4 separate regions of the Mus musculus genome follow, and regions 1, 2 and 4 are each linked to region 3. The links are chromatin contacts, called in public promoter capture Hi-C maps. All regions are on one chromosome and are shown on one strand. Each heading gives the region's core, a stretch centred on a gene start, on an enhancer-like site or on the middle of the called end of the contact. The rest is flanking DNA. Distances are from core to core; before and after follow the strand shown.

Region 1 (4,043 bases), core at 372-2,871, 630 kb before region 3:
GCACCCAGGCACACCTCCTCTTGTGGCACTATGCTGGGTAGATCTGCCAAATAAGAGCCTCTGAAGGGCCTACGGCGTGTTAGGAAAGAAGACTGGCACCAAGGGGCCATCAGCAAGAGCAGAGGATTTTTTGCACAGCAGCTGAACTCAAGACTCCCTAAACCCACAAGCATGCTAGGGAGGCTGAGCCTGTGTGAACCTCCTCCATACTCAGACCCTACACACCCAGCCCCTTTCCCCACCTTCTCACAGTGGTCCGAGTCGTAGCTAAGGCCCAGGCCACAGTCGTCCGTGATCTCAGACAGGTCTTCATCATCAAATTCTTCCAGGCTTATGTCCTGGGGAGGCCTGAAGAGGAGGCCAGGGTCAGAAGGCCACCTGACCTAGGCTCCTGGCCTGAGAGCTGATCCTGAGGACATTGGTGGGAAAGGTCCAGCTCCCAGGGCCCCCAGCTCCCATGCTAAAGCCGTGTCGTTTTTTGACCCCAGGCACTGCTCTCCCCTGGGTCCCCTCCTCCACCACAGGGAATGAGCCCAGAGGAGGCATCCCTCCACAAACCCCTCCCACTCCTTTTCAGCTCAGCTCCCAGCCCCTGTGGGTCACAGCTTCAGCCTCAGGGGAGATACCTTGAACCAACGGGGGGGGGGGGGGGGAGGGGGGGGAGCTGCGACAACAGGAGAGGGAGGGGTCCAGCTGTTCCCCATCCACTCCTACACAGAAACAGGCCTACATCCAAACATCCAGCCCCTCCAATCCCAACTTCCCCATCTCACCCCCAGAGCTTCAAGCTTGATTTCACTCTCTGCCGTCCTGGGGGGAGGGGGGGTTGGGAGGGAAGAGGGCTAGGGGCAAGGCCCTAGCCTTTATGGAAGGAGGCATAACAAGGCCAAAAGGACACTGGCAGGAACAGACTAGGTGCTGAACACCCTGCCTAAAATCCCTCAAAGGGTCAATCGAGAGACCGCACCCTTGCTAGGTCATCGGTCCTGGCTGGGTGCGGTTCGGTATCCCAACAAGAAAAGTGAATGTGTATCTCTGTGTGGGGGTGGGAAAGGGGGGGGGTTGCCATTGGGTCTGCGCGACAAGGAGCAAACACCGAAGGACCCGGAGCCCAGGGTGGGGGATGGGAGCATCAGTCAGAGGCCTGCAAACCAAGGAGGCGCCCTGGCCTGGGTAGTTGAAGTCGATGGGGTGGAGTGGCAGGCCGAAGAGACCTACGTGAAGATGAGACCCGCCGAATGCGTACCTGCAGCCGGGAGGCGACAGCGAGTGAAAGGTGGAGAGAGAAAACATCTCCGCGCGATCCGCCATCTTCCCTGGAACCGCCGGCCGGCAGCGAGGGGGAGGGGTGAGGAGCACCGCGCGCCCTTGGTGCTCAGGCTCGCGGCCTCTGTCTCCCCACTCACCTCGTGACACGCCCTGCGACACCCGTCGGCGACACACCTCAGCGCCCTGCCAGGACACCGCGGCAGCAAGCCGCGCCGCAGGGGTGAGGGGAGGGAGTGGCGCAGGGCGGGGCCTGAGGTGGGGGCGGAGGAATGGGGGTCGAGCCGAGAAAGGATGCGGGATGCGAGGTGGTGGTGGTAGCGGTGGTGGTGAGATTCTGGTCGGGAGAGCTGGCGGGCGGCTTGCGTGGTCCTAGCGTGGAATAGGCGAGAAGGGATAGGTGGAAGCAGAGACACGCTGGTAGACCAAAGGTTTCTGCAGGAGCCGAGAGAGGTGCGGGGGAAATGGGTGCGGTAGACCCAGGAGCCAGGACCAACGCGGCCCGGGAATGCGCGCCTCTGGTTACAGCGGTGTGCAGTGCTCCTGGGAGGTGGACTGCTCGTGGAGGGGTGATGGGCGAGGACTTAGGAACAGCGTTCATGCCCCGGCAAATTCGAAAAGCAGAGTTGGTCAGGAACCCACCAGACCTCCTAACCCACCAGACCTCCTAATCCACCAGACCTCCTAACCCACCCAGACCTCCTAACCCGCGCTAGACCTACTAACCCGCTAGACTTCCTAACGGGTGGCAGAGGGAGCTGTCCACCCGAGGGTGCTGATCAGAGCTCGTCGGAGCTGTTCTCCACTGGGTGCTGATGAGGTCAAAAGAAACTTCTCCTTAAGATTTGCTGACTCCAGCTATTATCCTGACAGTGCTAATGGAACCGGGACAGTGACTCTGTCTCAAAGGATGTGAAGAGGTCTGGAATCAGAGTCCAGCATTCAGAAGCCAACATTGAACTTTCTCTGTGTGGTACAGACTTGAAGATCCTGGGCAGAGATAGTGGTGGACACTAGAAGTTGAGGCTATGTTCATCAACTGAGCAGCTGTTTCTTGGGGCCACCTATGCTCTTGGCTCTGTTTTGAGTATGGAAAACCTCCAAGTTGAGGCATAGGCTTACTAAGAAGTTCTGTGTAGAGAGGCAGGGCAGAAATGGAGCCAATTGTGAAGTGAGGCAGAAGATCAAAGTAGTGATGGACAAGCTAGAGAAGAAGGGGTAGGGAGCCTCACACTGGAATTAAGTTTTGAAGGAAGAAAGAGACACTAGAGTGTTACGGCTGGAAATCACAGAGCAGAAGGGACTCAGATAGTCAGGTGAGACACCCTGCTCAACCAGTTTCTTAATTTCTGAATTGCCAACGAGTGTGACTTCTCCAGGCTTTCTCGGAATTCACTGGAATTGTACAACCCTGAACTCATCTCAGACTATAACCCCACACAAGCCTCTCTCTTATCAAATGATCACACCCAGATTCCAAAAGCATAGACAACCCCGGGAGGGGTTACCTCCCACTTCTCCTGTGGGGTTTCTCGTTGGCTCCAAGAGCACAGATTCTCCAGACTTAAGATCTAAGAGTGGTTACCCATCTTCATTTAGCCACCAACGTTCCGAACATGAGGCAATTATTCAATGCACCAGAACTCAGTTTCTCCATCTGAATAAAGGTCCTGTGACACACATAAACCCCGGGCACAGTGATTTATTAACAATCACTTAACATCTATCCTTCTAAATGCACAGTCGGGCATAGTGGCTCCTGTCTTTAATCCTGGCATGCAGAAAGCAGAAGCAAGTGGTTCTCTGTAAGCTTAGACTACATAGTGAGTTCAAGGCCAGCCAGGGCTGCAGAGTGAACACACACACACACACACACACACACACACACAGAGAGAGAGAGAGAGAGAGAAATGATGTATGAGAGGGTAGCAGTGACTCGCATACCTTTCTTACCGGAGCAGACTTTGAGAGAGCCTCCTGACCGGCTGGCATTGGCTTGGAGCCCTCTTATCTATCATGCTCAATGTTTCCCAACTTCACTGTTTTAATGTTAACGTTCCCTCTTGCCTCAACATCCATTGCTACTGCAACACTGACAAGTCCCTGTCTTCTTCAGCTGCACGCAGAACATCTCCATTGCTGGTGTTCTGAGGCTTCAATCCAGTGTATCTTCGTGTAGATTTATTTAACATGTCTTCTCTGCCTGAGGCTCACTGGTCTTAATTACATGAATCTCTATTTCATTAGTGAAAAGAATCTGACAAACATTACCTCTTAAGAATATACTTTCCCGCTGTGCGTGTTGGCGCATGCCTTTAATCCCAGCACCCGGGAGGCAGAGGCAGGCGGATTTCTGAGTTCGAGGCTAGCCTGGTCTACAAAATGAGTTCCAGGACAGCCAGGGCTATACAGAGAAACCCTGTCTCAAAAAAACATATATATACACACTTTCCCGTTATATATATACACACTTTAAATACTGTCTCAGAACCAACTACGGTGGTGCATTGCCTGTAATCCCAGCTCTTACTATGCTGAGGTGGGGAAAGCTAAGTTTTCAGGCTAGCCTGAGCTACACAGTGAACCTCTTGCCTCAAAAAACGCAAACAGCAAAATATGGACTCTGCTGCATCCCTTCTTTATTTCCAGCTTCTTTCCCACTAAACTCATGATGGGTTTTTTGTCTCTAGCCTCCAGGACTTCTTAACCTCTTGCTTATGTTTTTCATATCTATGTCTTTCTGGATGATTTTTATTTTAGTTCATTTTCTTTTCAAC
Region 2 (4,462 bases), core at 413-2,912, 770 kb before region 3:
TATGTATATGAGTACACTGTCTTCAGACACACCAGAAGAGGGCATCAGATTCCATTACAGATGGTTGTGAGCCACTGTGTAGTTGCTGAGAATTGAAATCAGGACCTCTGGAAGAGTAGTCAGTGCTCTTAACCGCTGAGCCATCTCTTTAGCCCCTTTCATAGCTGATTTCATAGTTTAGATATTATTAGTGCTGAGAATGCTGCTACCGCACAAAGCAGCAGATGTGTGTTTGGAGTGATCTCAAAACTTGTTGGAAATTTTGTCCTCATCCCAAGCCAAAATTTATTTAGTCCTTTTTTTTTTTTAAGAAAAACAAAACTCAACAACTCAAAACACCAATTTCTAAAAACCAAGTATTTTAACATGATATAATCCAAAGATATACTAATTAGATAAATACTGTTTGAAATGCTGGTAGGAGAATATACAATAATAATAATAATAACAACAACAACATCCATGAAGCCTGAGGTGAGGAACTCCCACCTCCAACACACACACACACACACACACACACACACACACACACACAGTGTTGGAACTCATCCATCACTGAGCACAATAGCTTTGAACCTAGAATATTTCAGGCAGTGTTCTAGACTCTCTATGGCACTGCAGCAGGAGCATGTTGTAAAGCTGAGGTAAATCCCCAAGAGTCCATAAAGCGAAGGCTCCCAAGAGACACCACGGATACATTACAGTTTTTATTGTGAAATAATTTTTGATCTTTGCTATTAGGTCTCAAGCAATTGGCTAACTGAGGCGCCTATTTAACATATCAATGCAGACCTGGGTTCTCCCAGCATGCCCAGTCTCTACCTGTTAGAGGGTAGGGCTAGCATCCCCTGCCCCTACCCTAAACTACTCCAGCCCAAGGGCTGGGGGGAGGGGGGCTTTTCCCTAGTTGCCCCTCCATATATAGAGAGAGATTAAGAAAGTCAGAGCTCAGGGGCTCTTATGGAAGAGCTGGGGGAATGATTGAGGGCCCCCCCCCGGGGGGGGGGGGTATATGAACTCCACAGGAAGACTGACAGAGTCAAATAACCTGGACCCTTGAGGGTTCTCAGAAACTGAACCGCCAACCAAAGGGCATACACGGTTGGACACACAACACACACACACACACACACACACACACAGTAGGTGTGAAGCTCAGTCTTCATGTGGGTCCCCCAGCAACTGGAGTGGGGAGGGGGCTACCCCTAAAGCTGTTGCCCGTCTGTGGAATTCCTCTAGCTGGGTGGGCTGCCTTATCTGGCCTCAGTGGGAAAGGATGCACCTAGCCCTGCAGAGACTTAGTGTGCCAAGGTGAGAGAACACCCAAGGTCGGGGAAGGGGTGCAGGGGCTCTACTCTCTGAGAAAAGGAAGAGATGGGGGAAGGGACTGTGTGAGGGGGAGTCGGGTGGGAGAGGCAGCTACCGGTATGGAAAGTGAATAAATAAATTAAGGGGGGGTGTGTCGAGAAACAAGGCATCACATACTGCAGCAACCTGTTGCTGGCCATATGCCTCTCCAACCTGCGGTTCCCACTCCCACCGCAGACCAGTATGCCAGAGCATCCGCTCTGTCATCCCCGGGTCAGTAGAACAGATGCGCATCCTGGAAGGTGCCAGACAGACAGGCACTGCGCTAGCCAGCCCGCGCCTCGCTGAGGTCCTTCGGGCCATTGCCGGACAGCCCAGCTCGGGGTCCTGGTGCGGTCGCGTAGCAGCGGCAGAGACGCGGCCGAGCTGCTGCGGGACTGCAGTCATCTGTAAACGGGTAAGGCGGCTGGCTGCCTTGGCGGCCCAGGGGCTGTGGTGGGCGAGCGCATCTGCGGTGTTCCGGGTCCCTCTAAGCCTCCGCGAAGCCGAAAGTGCCTGGGGAACCCGCCCGAGAGGTGGGGCGGAGGGAAGGCGGAGACCCAGCCGAGAGCCGACCGCAGATCGCGGGTCCTTTATAAGGAGATGAGGGGTTAGGCCTGGTGGGCGCCTAAAAAACGTTTGTCCCACGAAAGAAAGCCCTCGTAAATCGCGAAGACACTGACAGTCACTGAGGGCTTCCATTGTGAGTCGATAGTCGGGGTTTGGCTTTCGAACGGACCACTCCCAGTCAGGCTGTAGTGTGAATGCCGTGCGTCCAGCTGGCGAAGAATCTGGATTATTGTACATTCGTACATTCGAAGCAGTGTTTGTCGAATCGGATTTGAATATGAAACGAGTGGACCGGGCTAGAGATGATGTTACGCACTGGTGTTGACACTGGATAGTAGTCACGTCTTATACTTGTGGAAATATGAGAAGTGTGCATAGAACTAGTTTACTGTTTATGTTTAACGTGTAACGTTCCTATATGCCCTAGTCTCCTGTTTACAAAACTGATGAGCAGTTAAATATCTGAGTTTAGGCAGTGCAGGACAAAGTCTTGACATGGTATTGTTTGTATCATCTACATTTAGGAATTGGGTAAAATTACAGAGCAGTAGTTCTCAACTTGTGTGACCCTTTTGGGAGTCTAATGATCCACTCTTTACAGGGCACACCTAAAACCATCAGAAAAATACAGATATTTTCATCACTACAGTTATGAAGTAGCAACTGGAATAATATTATGGTTGAGGGAGTCACCACCACATGAGCCACTAGTTGCAGCATTAGGAAGGCTGAAAGCCACTAGAGGTTTAAAAAGGACACCCGCAAAATAAAAATAAATAAATAAAAGTTTTGAGGAATTACCAAGGTGAAGGGACTGTGATGCTGATGGCAGCAATGGGACAGAGAAGGAAAGTGGTCATGAATGGGTCAGGCATCATAGATTGTACAGTTAATGTCTGCCTGTTTTTGCGAAATATCAGATTTCCATGTGACTTGGGCACTCTGTTGATGTTTGTTGCTTGTGTTTTTACAAGTAAAAATATGTATATAGAAAATGTATATATGCTGAACTTGTAAATCTAGTACAGAAGGTAGGGAGAGAGGTGTGACCCAGACACCTCTGCAATGAGAAATGTCAGGAGACTCCAGAGACAGAGATAGAGCTCCCAGGCTCAGCGCATGGTGGCCAAGTTGTCAGGATGTGGGTTCTCTCTCATCAGCTGCTCAGGAAGAAGAAGAAACTAGATTTAGTTGAGGGGAGTTCTCACCTCTTAACGGCGAACTCTTGTCGGCTTTCCCAGACGGTGACGAGACCCCGGGGCTGGCAGTCGTCTGCCAACAAGAGCCGATGGCAGGGGACAGAAACAGGCACTGTGAGCTGGAGCAGGAGAAGTACGACACCCATGAGAACGTGAAGATCATCTGCCTGGGGGACAGTGCGGTGGGCAAGTCCAAGTACGTCAGAAAATCAGGGAAGAGCAAACGACCCCAGAGCGGCCCTGGGTGGATGAGAAAGGTCCTCCAGAGATGGAGAGAGTGTATGTGGTTTCTGTGAGCTGGTGAGGGGGGCACCATGATGGGAGACCAGGTGTGCATGGGCAGAAATGTCAGTAACTGTGTTCAGGAGGAAATGAGAGAGAGTCGAAGGGACAGAAATCAGGGAGCCTTCTGAGTCCTCACAAGAGCTGTTGGGTGGATTGCCCTGGAAATTACTGGTATAGTAGAGGGGTGGCAACTGCGATATTACTGCCTCTGTGAGGTTGGGGGGTTACTGGAACAGGGCAGTGGGGATGGGGAAAGGAACAGGACAGGTAGAATAAAGGCAGGAAAGATGCTTCCTTGGAGAGACACCCCCCACCCCCACCCCGAGGTTGAACGATAACTGACTGCAATGGTGTAAATGACTGGATTATTCTGCACAGAGCCTGCCTGTGCAGGTATAGAACTCCCCACCTGGAGATCTGCACTCTTTTGGCTTCTCTCCATCAGGCACCTGCCTCTCACCCACTCAGGGTGCGGTGCTGAGGATACACACTCATCTCTGCCTTCAAAGGATGAGGGGAGAGTTGCTCCTACGTAAATGTCCACTTTCGTCTCCCATCCCTCAAGTCCGCAGGTCACCTCACATTCTACGTCAGACTCACAGAGCCATGAATGGTTTCTAGGGGTCTTGCTAGTTTGGGGCAAGCTTCCGAACAGACATTCGTTTCTCCACCTCCCATGGAAGCTCAGCTGTGGTGTCTTACAGTTGCTCTAACCTCAGTGAGATCCCATGCAATGAAAGTAAGGATTTGGAAGATTACCCAGAGAACAGAAGTGTCAGGCAAGGGGAGACCAGTTGTTGGCTTAATAATTGATAGACCTTTAGGGAAATCTGGACTGGCGAGAAGCCCAGGGAAGGCCTAAGTCAGCACTAGCCTAAAATCTAAGCAGCTAACAGAACATCAAAAGACTAACACAGTTCTGGCCTCTCAGACATTTTGAATATAAGAAGTTCCCACCCCTTTCATACGTTAAGCAGGATGTTAGAGACCGTGATAGAATCTGTGTCTAGGAAGGCCTGTGGGTGAGAAGACCTTGTTCAGTTTCAGTGGGACTCCCGAGT
Region 3 (4,482 bases), core at 1,013-3,512:
AAGCCATTGGGGTCCCTTACAATCTAAACCTGGCACCAATTCCTGCTGAGGGAACAGGGACCTGGAAGCTGAAGGAAAGGGCCAGAGCCAGACACTGACCACCTGGGACCGGCAGGATTAACACTAGAACACCTGTGGGGAGCCAGCTATGGGACAACACACTATGTGCCCGAGAGAGAAAAATCCAATGTTGTATTCAGCATACAGTCAGGGAGAAGGGAACAAGAGCCAGCTCAGCCCACGTGCATGCCTGAAACTGAAACTTCTGTCACCGGATCCAGCCCGACTGATCAACATGACTTGGCTCCAGTCTCAAGGGTCACCTCAGAGAAGGGGCCAGGACTAGGTAAGAATGCTTACCACCCCCAACTCCCATCAGTACAGAGGAGCTCGAGAGACTGTGATCCCTCCCCCTGAACACTCATGAGGGCAAGAGGAGAACTCCCTAAAGTCAGAAGTCAGCAGTGATGCGGGAGCCTATGGCCCAGGTTCACAGCACCAGAGCAGGGGTGGACAGCTATGTATCTGAGGAAAGAGGCAGGGTTCCCCAACTCCACAGAAAGAGCATGCAGTTCAAATTCCCTCTGTGCTTTTAAACACAAGAAGGGCATCAGAGAGGAGTCATGGGAAAGATGCAGGCTCGGATGTCCCGGAGGGGCGGGGGGGGGGGGGGGGGTGTACCTTGACAGTCTGGCCCGTAGGTGCCTGGAAGACAGCACGCTTTCAGTGTGTGTACACAGAACCACTCAAATAGGTTGGGGTGCTCCTTCTTCCTGAGGGTTTTGAAATGGTCATTAAATCCCACGAGACGCTGGCCCGGAGGCACGCACGGCTCAGTGGGGATGCTCCAAGCCTTGGACAGTTTCAAACCCTAAATATAGCACAGGCGTTTTCAAACATATCAGCGGGGGAGTTGACTTTATAAGTTAGGTGTAGTAAGAGATCAGTAACTAACAGTGATAGCCAGACAGTAACGATGCGCTGAAGTGAGGCTTAACCACTCCAATTTTCACTTCTTAACTTCAGGCTGAAGCAACTAAGGACCTCAGGTGATTCGGGCTAGGAGGCACTGTCCACGCCCTCAAGGCTATGTGATGGGGGAAGCAAGGGTCAGGTGTGCACAGGACCTCCTTGGAAGCTTCTAAGAGATGGTGGCAGCGCAGGGGTAAATCGGGATGGGGATGTAGGATATTTCCTGCTTCTCTAGGTTCTCTACTGGGAAGATACTGCAAAATGCGAGATCAGAAGACAGGGTCCCAGGCACTCACAGTGTCTGCCACCAAGCCTCTAGCTGCTCCTCCTGCTGCTCCAAGAGTTGGTTGCACTCAAAGTCACTGCTGTCACACAGACCCTCCATGATCTCCAGAAGCCGGATCTCACTGAAACACAATCTGTCAGCACCCCAAAGCACCAGCACCCCAAAGCACCAGTCTGCTCACTTTACACATGTCCCTCCTAGAGACTACTTTAGCGAAGAGGAGAGTCTCTACAACCACAGGCAAGGTTAGTCAGTAAGGGGAGGCTAACCGGGGGGTGTGCAGCGGACCCAGGAATGGTAGGCCCCTCCATCCCTACAGCATGAGAAAGGGAGCTTATTCCATTAGTCAGGGAAGCCAGAAGTCTCTAGGAGGGCGAGGGGCTCCAGTCTGAGTTTCCAAAAGGCCCGTGTGCGTGTGTGTAAAAGCCTTCCAGTGTCTGTGCGCACAGAAGTGGCCGTAGGGAGTGTGGAAACCACAGACCAGTTGAGTGGCCAGAGGCAGGGACGACCATTGACAGGTGTCCACCACCATCGAAGGGGTTCCTCCGTGTGCCGGTGGTCTGCACCGACCCCAAGGTCTGACCACCGATTCACAGACCGCGACCGCACATCCTCGCACTTCTTGGGAACACTCACCTGAATTCGTACTTAGACAGCGTCTTCTCTTCCCACGCCGTGTTGCCGCCACCGAAATTCTTCCTGGCCGTGTTGGCCATCCCCTGTAGTGGAGGTGGCACCAGCTCGATGGGCTACCGTGAACCCCGCCGCCAGCCCCTGCCCCAGCGCCGCTGCCCCGGACCCCGCCGCCCGCCCACCTGGTTGAACTTGTCCACCAGCGTCCGGCATCTCTGGCACATCGTCGGCTTCCGGGAGGCTACGGCCCCGGGCGGCGGCAGCAGCAGCAGCAGCCCGAACGCGGCTGCAAGCAGCAGGTGCATGGCGGGAGGGCTGCCCGGCGACCCACCGAGAACTGCGGCGGAGTCTGAGCCTCCGCCCACCGGCCCGCGCGCCGGCCGTTCCCCGGGCTACTTGACTGCGTCGCCGAGGCCCCGCCCACCTTTCACCCCGCGCGCTTCTATTGGCCGGAGGAATCCCCCTTGCCTGATGTGGACCAATTGAGGCTCGCCACGAGAAGCCACCAATGAGAAGGCCCCGGGTCAGCGTCCCGCGAGAATGAGGCAGAACCGTAATCTTCTATCGGGTCCCCATGCCCCGCCCTCCACGAGTGGCCATCTTTTCTCCGGGCGGGAAGCGCCAGCTGCGGTCGCCAGCCTGGGCAATGGTGGCCATGTCAAGTTCGGGCAAAGACTTGGCTTCCGGGCCCGGTTTCCGCAGCCGGCTTCCTGCCTTGGTCAGTCTGCTCAGTTCCGCGGGGTCCTGCGGAGAGGAGAGGTTAGCGCGCGTCGCCGGGATTGGTGTACTCGGGCGGGAGGTGGCGAAGCTGGGGTTCTCCCGAGCGCGCGTGACGGCCTTTGAGTTCCTCAACCCGGGGATGGACCTGTCACTTAGAGGCTGAGCGTGTCCCTGGGGGCGGGACATCTCGCCCGAGGCCTGGACCGTTCATCCATCCTCCTCACCTGGCGCCCGGAGCTGTCATCCGTAAACAGAGCTCTACATCTGGGTCCTGCTCAGTGTGGTTGAGGGGGCCCCAGTGGTCGACATTTCCTCAGGGGCCTCAGGCAGTGAGTTCACAATGACCTTCCGAACTTTAAGTGACCTGAGGGAGGAGGAGGAGGAGATGTGGACTATGTGTATTTTAAAGAACATCTGATTGTATAAATAGTAACAGTTTAGTCTGGTCTTTGGTTTACAAGTAAGTTCATCTACACCAGCTAACACTTCCAGGTTAAAGCCACAATTTGAACGAATGATTCCCACAGTTCCCTTGGAAGCTTTGGAATCACAATGGACAGGGACGACAGGATCTTTGAAGGGTACCCCCTAATCTGAGATGCCCTCCTCCTCCACGCCACATTTGCGAAGAGTATAGCTTTTAATTTTTTAAAGATTTGTTTATTTTATGTATATGAGTACACACGGTAGCTGTACATAGGGTTGTGAGCCTTCATCTGGTTGTTGGGAGTTGAATTTACGACCTCTGCTTGCTCTGTGCATCAGATCTCATTACAGGTGGTTGTGAGCCACCATGTGGTTGCTGGGATTTGAACTCAGGACCTTCAGAAGAGCAGTATAGCTTTTTGGAGCTTGGCTCCTGGAGCTTAGCCATTAGCATCTCTTCTTCCCTGCAGCTGCCCCCATTCCTGTGATAGGTGTTTTGTTTTGTTTTTTTTTTTGGTTTTTTGAGACAGGGTTTCTCTGTATAGCTCTGGCTGTCCTGGAACTCACTCTGTAGACCAGGCTGGCCTCGAACTCAGAAATCCGCCTGTCTCTGCCTCCCAAGTGCTGGGATTAAAGGCGTGCGCCACCACGCCCGGCTGATAAGTTGTTTTTATGTACTGGTGAATAACTCCCTTGTATTGTTTCTGCTCCTGGTTGAGCGGTCCAGCTCACCCTGGTCTCCTGTTGTCTTTGAAAATAGCTAGCCGGGCGGTGGTGATGCACACCTTTGATCCCAGCACTTGGGAGACAGAGGCAGGCGGATTTCTGAGTTCAAGGCCAGCCTGGTCTACAGAGTGAGTTCCAGGACAGCCAGGGCTACACAGAGAAACCTTGTCTCGAAAGAAACAAAAAAACAAAAAAGAAAGAAAATAGCTGCTGTTGGTCCTCAGCAGAACACACACCCCTTTGTGGCTGTGAGGAAGGAGGAGGATCGGGTGAGTTCTGTGGGTAATAGCCCACCCTAAAGCTTGGGTTTCCTTCAAAGGTCTGCAGAGCAGATAGTTGAAGCAGCGAAGTTGGAGTCCCTGAAGCAACGCATCTCGCACTGCTGCCTCCCTCGATGGCTTGGCCTCTTCCCCATCCTTTTCAATACCAAGGATGGCCTTGAACTTCTAGTCCTCTTGCCTCTTACCCCCTAGGTGCTGGGATACACACATATATTTACATACCTGGGGTTTATCCGGTTCTGGGGACCGAACCCAGGGCTTCAGGCTCTTAACAAGTTACCCAGGTTGACCTAGACCTCTTGTTTCTCCTGTCTCAGCCTCCCAAGTACTGGAATCCTAAGTGTGCATCACTGTACCCCAGTATGGTTTTGTGCCAGGTTGGGAACTTTATGTACATGTTGTTCTATAACCTAATTAGTCAATCGTCACACTTTCTCA
Region 4 (4,508 bases), core at 407-2,906, 680 kb before region 3:
GTACAGAGTGGACAGAAATGAAGTGACAGCTACTGACCACCTACTACCCAGAAACGATGGGCAGTCCAGAGAAGTACTTGGCCAACTAATGGCCTGGTGGGCCCACAGCTCAAGTCAGCTTCATTTCCACCACTGGGACCTGGAAAACTCTACTGCTCTCCCAAGATCTGAAACTAAGCTTCTCCTAGACACTTCCACTCCAAGTAGAAATAACCCAATTCCTGGTGGAAATTCCATGAGGGTCAGACCAACTTTGACCTTGGTGTATACACACACACACACACACACACACACACAGGACGAGCCCTTCCTATTGAGACTAGGTCTCCGTCCCTATGGAATGGCACTCAAATCACCTTTATATGTCACAAATGGTGTTAATATTATTTTGGGCTAACCTCAGAAGACATGGGAGTGAGTGGCAAGAGGAGGCAAATGTGCACACAAGTGACACTGTTCGCACCACATGACCCCTAACGCACTCACTCTTAAACCGCTCGCACCACACACACGCCCCGAGTGCAGTGCATGTGTGGCATGCATGTGCTCATTGTGTGCTGTCCAGATTGCTCGCTGCAAGCGCTCTACACACGGCGCTCACACTGTTTCTCCATGCTTAAGCTGCAACACACCACTTACCACACAGGCAGCTTGCACTTCACCCTGCCCACTGCACTCGAGGTGTACCCACCTCGGTCTCTCAGCACACTGCTCAGGCTGCACACAGCCCCCCACCGCGCCTGTCGCCAACTCCTCCCGGCCTGCCCTTCTACTGCTCCAGCCACGGAGCTCAAAGATCACACCCTGAGCGCTCCATTCCACCCCCACCCCAGTCGGCCCAGCACCTCCAGATAGGGCAGGGGCGTGTCCAGGTTAGGCGGGTAGTCCTGTAAGAGCCGCTCTTCATCCAGGAACTTGCCGGCGCGACCCCGGGAGGGAGGCTGGAATAGCCCGTAGTTGAGCGCGTCTTGAAGGCTATGATTGAGGGCGCAGAGCACACGCTGCTTGGCGGCCCACACGGGCGCGGTTGGGTCCAGACGCAGGCACTTCTGCAGCGGAGCGAGTCGTGAGCCCGGACCTGCGGGCGCAGGGCCCCGCGCCCCGGGCCCCGCTTTGGAGGGCTAGTTGGGGAGCGAGAGCAGGGACCCCGCGCCACCGCGCAGAGGCCGAGGCCCCGCCCCGGGGCTGGGCTTCCAGGGCCCCGCCCCGGCGATGGGGAGGGTCCCGCGGAGGCGGCGGGGGAGGGGCGAGTGGCCACGGCCGGGGGTCCTGGCGCAGGGCGCGCCCGGCGGGGGTCACCGCTAGCGGGCCACACAGGGGTACGGCGAGATCGCAAAGGCTCACCGTTTGTTGCAGGTCCGGGATGCCGACGCGCACGACCACGGCGCTGGCCCCGGGGCCGTCCATCCCGGTGCTAGCGCCCGGGCCCGGACTGTTCCCGGCGGAGAGAGGAGCGCACGGGGACTCCGCGCGGCGCCCTGGCCCCCCCTGACCCCCCGCAAGAGCCCCGCCGACCGCGCTACGCGGGAGGGGGCCGGGGGGGGCCGGGGCCGGGGCCAGCGCGGGGGACAGCGGCTCCGGGGGCTCCGCAGGCGCAGCGGCGGCGGCGACGGCGGCACGGTTTAGCTGCATCGGCCCCGGCTTCGAGCGGCGCCTGCCTTCCCCGGGGGCGGGGGCGGCGGGGGGAGGGGGCCCGAGCCCGGAGCGGAGCGGAGGCGGGGAGGGGGCCGCGCCGGAGGCGGGGATGGGAAGCCCGGGGCCGGGAAACTGGGGTCCCCCGCGGGGTCGGGGCGGCGTGGGCGTGTGGTGCAGAGGGCGGGGGCCGGGGGCCCGCGCCGAAGAGGGGGGGGGTTGGCTGTCGAGGGGGAGTGGCTGACACAGCGGGGGGATGGCACGCCGCGCTTCCGCTGCAGGCGAGCGTCGCAGACCACCGTACTGGGGTGACGGAGGGTTCTAGAGCTGGGTGGGGAACGCGTCGGGGCAAGAGGACCCACAGGCCGACTGAGAGGGAGAGACAAGCAGGAAAATTGGTGACCCGGGGTGGAAATCTCCCCAGTCTGCCGACCCCACTCCAGACCCCAAGGAGGTGGTGGGGTCACCCGAGCACGGTGCTGGGTGGGAGTCGGAGGGCTGCAAACCCCAGGCGCGAGCAGGGCGGAGCTGCAGTCCACGGGAGCTCCCCCCAGACCAACCCTTCTAACCGCGCCCAGGGTGTTCCTCTCGGCCCCCACCACAACCGAGTTTGGGGAGTCTGTCCGGACTCTGCGGGCCTCCCGCACCTTGGGTAGCCCAACCTTGCAGCTGGTCGCCCCCTCCCCGTCACCTTAGCGACAGCAGGCTGGGGGCGCGACCTACGAGGAAAGGCTTAGGGGAGGGGGCGCCACTAGTCTCCACCTGCGGCGGGGAACTGAATTTTAGTTTCACACGTTGTCGTGGCAACGCGGGAGGGGGTGACGAGTGGGCGGGGAGGGGAGCGCTGCGAGTGAACCAACTCAGGCGCCGCCCGCGTGGCGTGCCAGCCTTAGCCCGGCGCTGCCTCGGAAGTGCCCAACGCACGGGGGCCTAGCTCCCAAGGCCCAGAAAGGTGTAGCCCCTGAATGGATGAATTGCCCTACTCGGTAGTGTCTACTGCCTTCCACTGCACTCTCCCGCATACCTAGACTTACACCTCACCCCCTAAAGGCCCCAGAGAGCCACTCATCGGTGGCGGCACAAACTGGACAGCTTTTGTGGAGCAGCCTGGCCGGGAACTCTGCCAGTGGCAGAAAGCATCCCCTTAGCCACAGCCTCTCCTACCTTCTCCGTGAGCAACCCTGGATCGCCCACAAAACTGGCTATTCCTGCGCATCCCAGGAATAACCCTGGACTACCCTGGTCCTATACACGATAGAGCCTCCCCAGATCCCACCCCCTGACCACCTGGGTCACCTCAGAAATGCCCTCACCCCACACAGAACAGTGATTGGCTTAGACTGCCCCCCCCCAGAACAGCCTGCACTCCCCCACGGATCCTCCACTTTCCCAAAATGTTTCATGACTCCATATAGGGCTCTCTGACCAATCGCAACCACACAGCATTGTCCTCCATGGACCACCTGGCTCACTCCCACATCCCTACCCCTTGAGGGAGAGCCTTCTCCCTAAAGAACCTCCCTTAAAAAACCCGCTTACCCGGCAGAGCTGAGTCTCCAGTGCCTCTGTACGTCTGTTCCCTGCTACCCTCAAGCCTGGGTGGACCCCTCCGTGCTTGGGGAAGTGAAGCCCCAGTAGGCTCTGACCTCCAAGCCCCTCCCAAGGTGTGCCTGAGTGGTGCAACTTAGGGTACCCTAGGGCTTAGGGCAGGATGTCAGAGGAGCAGGAGAGGAAAGAGTCTCCCTTATCTCCAGGAAGCACCTTGGGAAGCTCGGGGCTGGGTTTCCTGTGTTCCAACCCAGAGAGGAAACTCTGCTTCCTGACCCTGGAGTCTCTAACATCTTCCTCCCTTGCCTCTTTCCTCTCCGCCTTGACCCCTGCCCCAACTCCCTCTGGCTAAACCCAGTCCCTCCCATCAAAATCTCCACCCATCTTTTATTTCCAGCTCCCCTTTCCCCTAAACTAGCTGCCTGCTGGTGGAAAATGATGGCTAGAGATCACCAGTGATAAGACAGGAGTGGAGGAATCCCATGTCCTCAATCAGGCAGCTGGCCAGCCTTGGGCACTCTGTAGACATGTCCTTGACCTGAATGGACCCAGAGCCCTGGGTCTTACCCTTTCAGGCTTACTATCCCAAACTGGACCTCGTGGGAGCCCTTAAGCCTCCCCTGACCTCCCTTGCTGAGTGAATCTAATTATGTTTGATCTTTGTTGCCAAGCTTTGGGGGGAGAAAGTATTTTTTTTAACCAGCTACCTGCAGACTGACCCCCATCTCTGGCCCCAACTAGCCTTCACACTCCCAGGGTGACATCAAGCCTGTGGCCTGCACAGTGCCTGGCCCACTCTTAGTGAATCTCACAGTGCCCCAGCCTGCTCCCTGCTAAACAACAACAGTAACAATGCCCAGAAACACATGGGTGTCTTTCCCAATGGGTTCCTGGAGAGCTAATTAATAGGATAGAGGTGTTTTAGCAATTATTTTGTTGAGGATAACTTCAGGTTCCTCCTTACCTCTCCCAAGCCACTTGAGCAGCCCCAGCTGCCCTCCCTCAGGCCCATCTGACCCCCTATCTCCCAGGGAAGGTGACAGGACACTGCCTTGGCCCTACCTTCAAATGCCAGGGTGGTTTGCTTATTCCTTCCTTTCACCAGGGCCAAAATTCTGGAAAGATCTTATTTTGGCTAGCCACACACTTCTTCCCCTCCTCCTGGTGCACTTTCGGTTACACAGCTTCAAAAGACTTGGGGGTGGAGAAAGATTTGTAACGAGTGCAGGGCATGTGGATGGGATTGGGAGCAAATACACAGCAGTCGTCCTCAGCCCCCTGTTCCTGCAGCTGCCCCCAGGCCACTTCCATGGGTCCACTACTTAAGC

What was found. Promoter capture Hi-C pulls out the DNA fragments that hold promoters and counts their contacts.
Region 1: a promoter capture Hi-C map of pre-B cells shows a contact between it and region 3. The contact joins the promoter of Mapk8ip2 here to the promoter of Creld2 in region 3. A contact is called at or near these places in 8 of 39 promoter capture datasets (the C10 cell line, cranial neural crest, embryonic stem cells and 3 more), 1 of 484 Hi-C or Micro-C datasets (the CH12 cell line), 2 of 115 datasets of contacts at active chromatin or transcription factors (bone marrow-derived macrophages and large pre-B cells) and 1 of 9 other capture datasets (liver).
Region 2: a contact with region 3 is called in a promoter capture Hi-C map of pre-B cells, with 4 times the contacts expected there. The contact joins the promoter of Rabl2 here to the promoter of Creld2 in region 3. A contact is called at or near these places in 3 of 39 promoter capture datasets (the HPC-7 cell line, hematopoietic stem and progenitor cells and pre-B cells) and 1 of 9 other capture datasets (adipose tissue).
Region 4: a contact with region 3 is called in a promoter capture Hi-C map of cranial neural crest. The contact joins the promoter of Shank3 here to the promoter of Creld2 in region 3. A contact is called at or near these places in 2 of 39 promoter capture datasets (the HPC-7 cell line and cranial neural crest), 1 of 484 Hi-C or Micro-C datasets (muscle stem cells), 1 of 115 datasets of contacts at active chromatin or transcription factors (embryonic hindbrain) and 1 of 9 other capture datasets (liver).

The regions. Positions count from the first base shown.
Region 1 is chr15:89,451,489-89,455,531 of GRCm38.p6, reverse strand. It overlaps Mapk8ip2 (mitogen-activated protein kinase 8 interacting protein 2), which reads right to left and starts at 1,621. Exons shown (of 12, transcript NM_021921.3): 1 at 1,247-1,621; 2 at 243-348. The coding sequence starts at 1,311.
Region 2 is chr15:89,589,123-89,593,584 of GRCm38.p6, reverse strand. Rabl2 (RAB, member RAS oncogene family-like 2) reads left to right here and starts at 1,662. Exons shown (of 9, transcript NM_026817.3): 1 at 1,662-1,765; 2 at 3,159-3,312. The coding sequence starts at 3,206.
Region 3 is chr15:88,817,426-88,821,907 of GRCm38.p6, reverse strand. Creld2 (cysteine-rich with EGF-like domains 2) reads right to left here and starts at 2,262. Exons shown (of 10, transcript NM_029720.2): 1 at 2,074-2,262; 2 at 1,895-1,977; 3 at 1,269-1,379; 4 at 682-773. The coding sequence starts at 2,196. It overlaps Alg12 (asparagine-linked glycosylation 12 (alpha-1,6-mannosyltransferase)), which reads left to right and starts at 2,590. Exons shown (of 10, transcript NM_001142357.1): 1 at 2,590-2,650.
Region 4 is chr15:89,496,756-89,501,263 of GRCm38.p6, reverse strand. Shank3 (SH3 and multiple ankyrin repeat domains 3) reads right to left here and starts at 1,656. Exons shown (of 22, transcript NM_021423.4): 1 at 1,345-1,656; 2 at 846-1,049. The coding sequence starts at 1,632.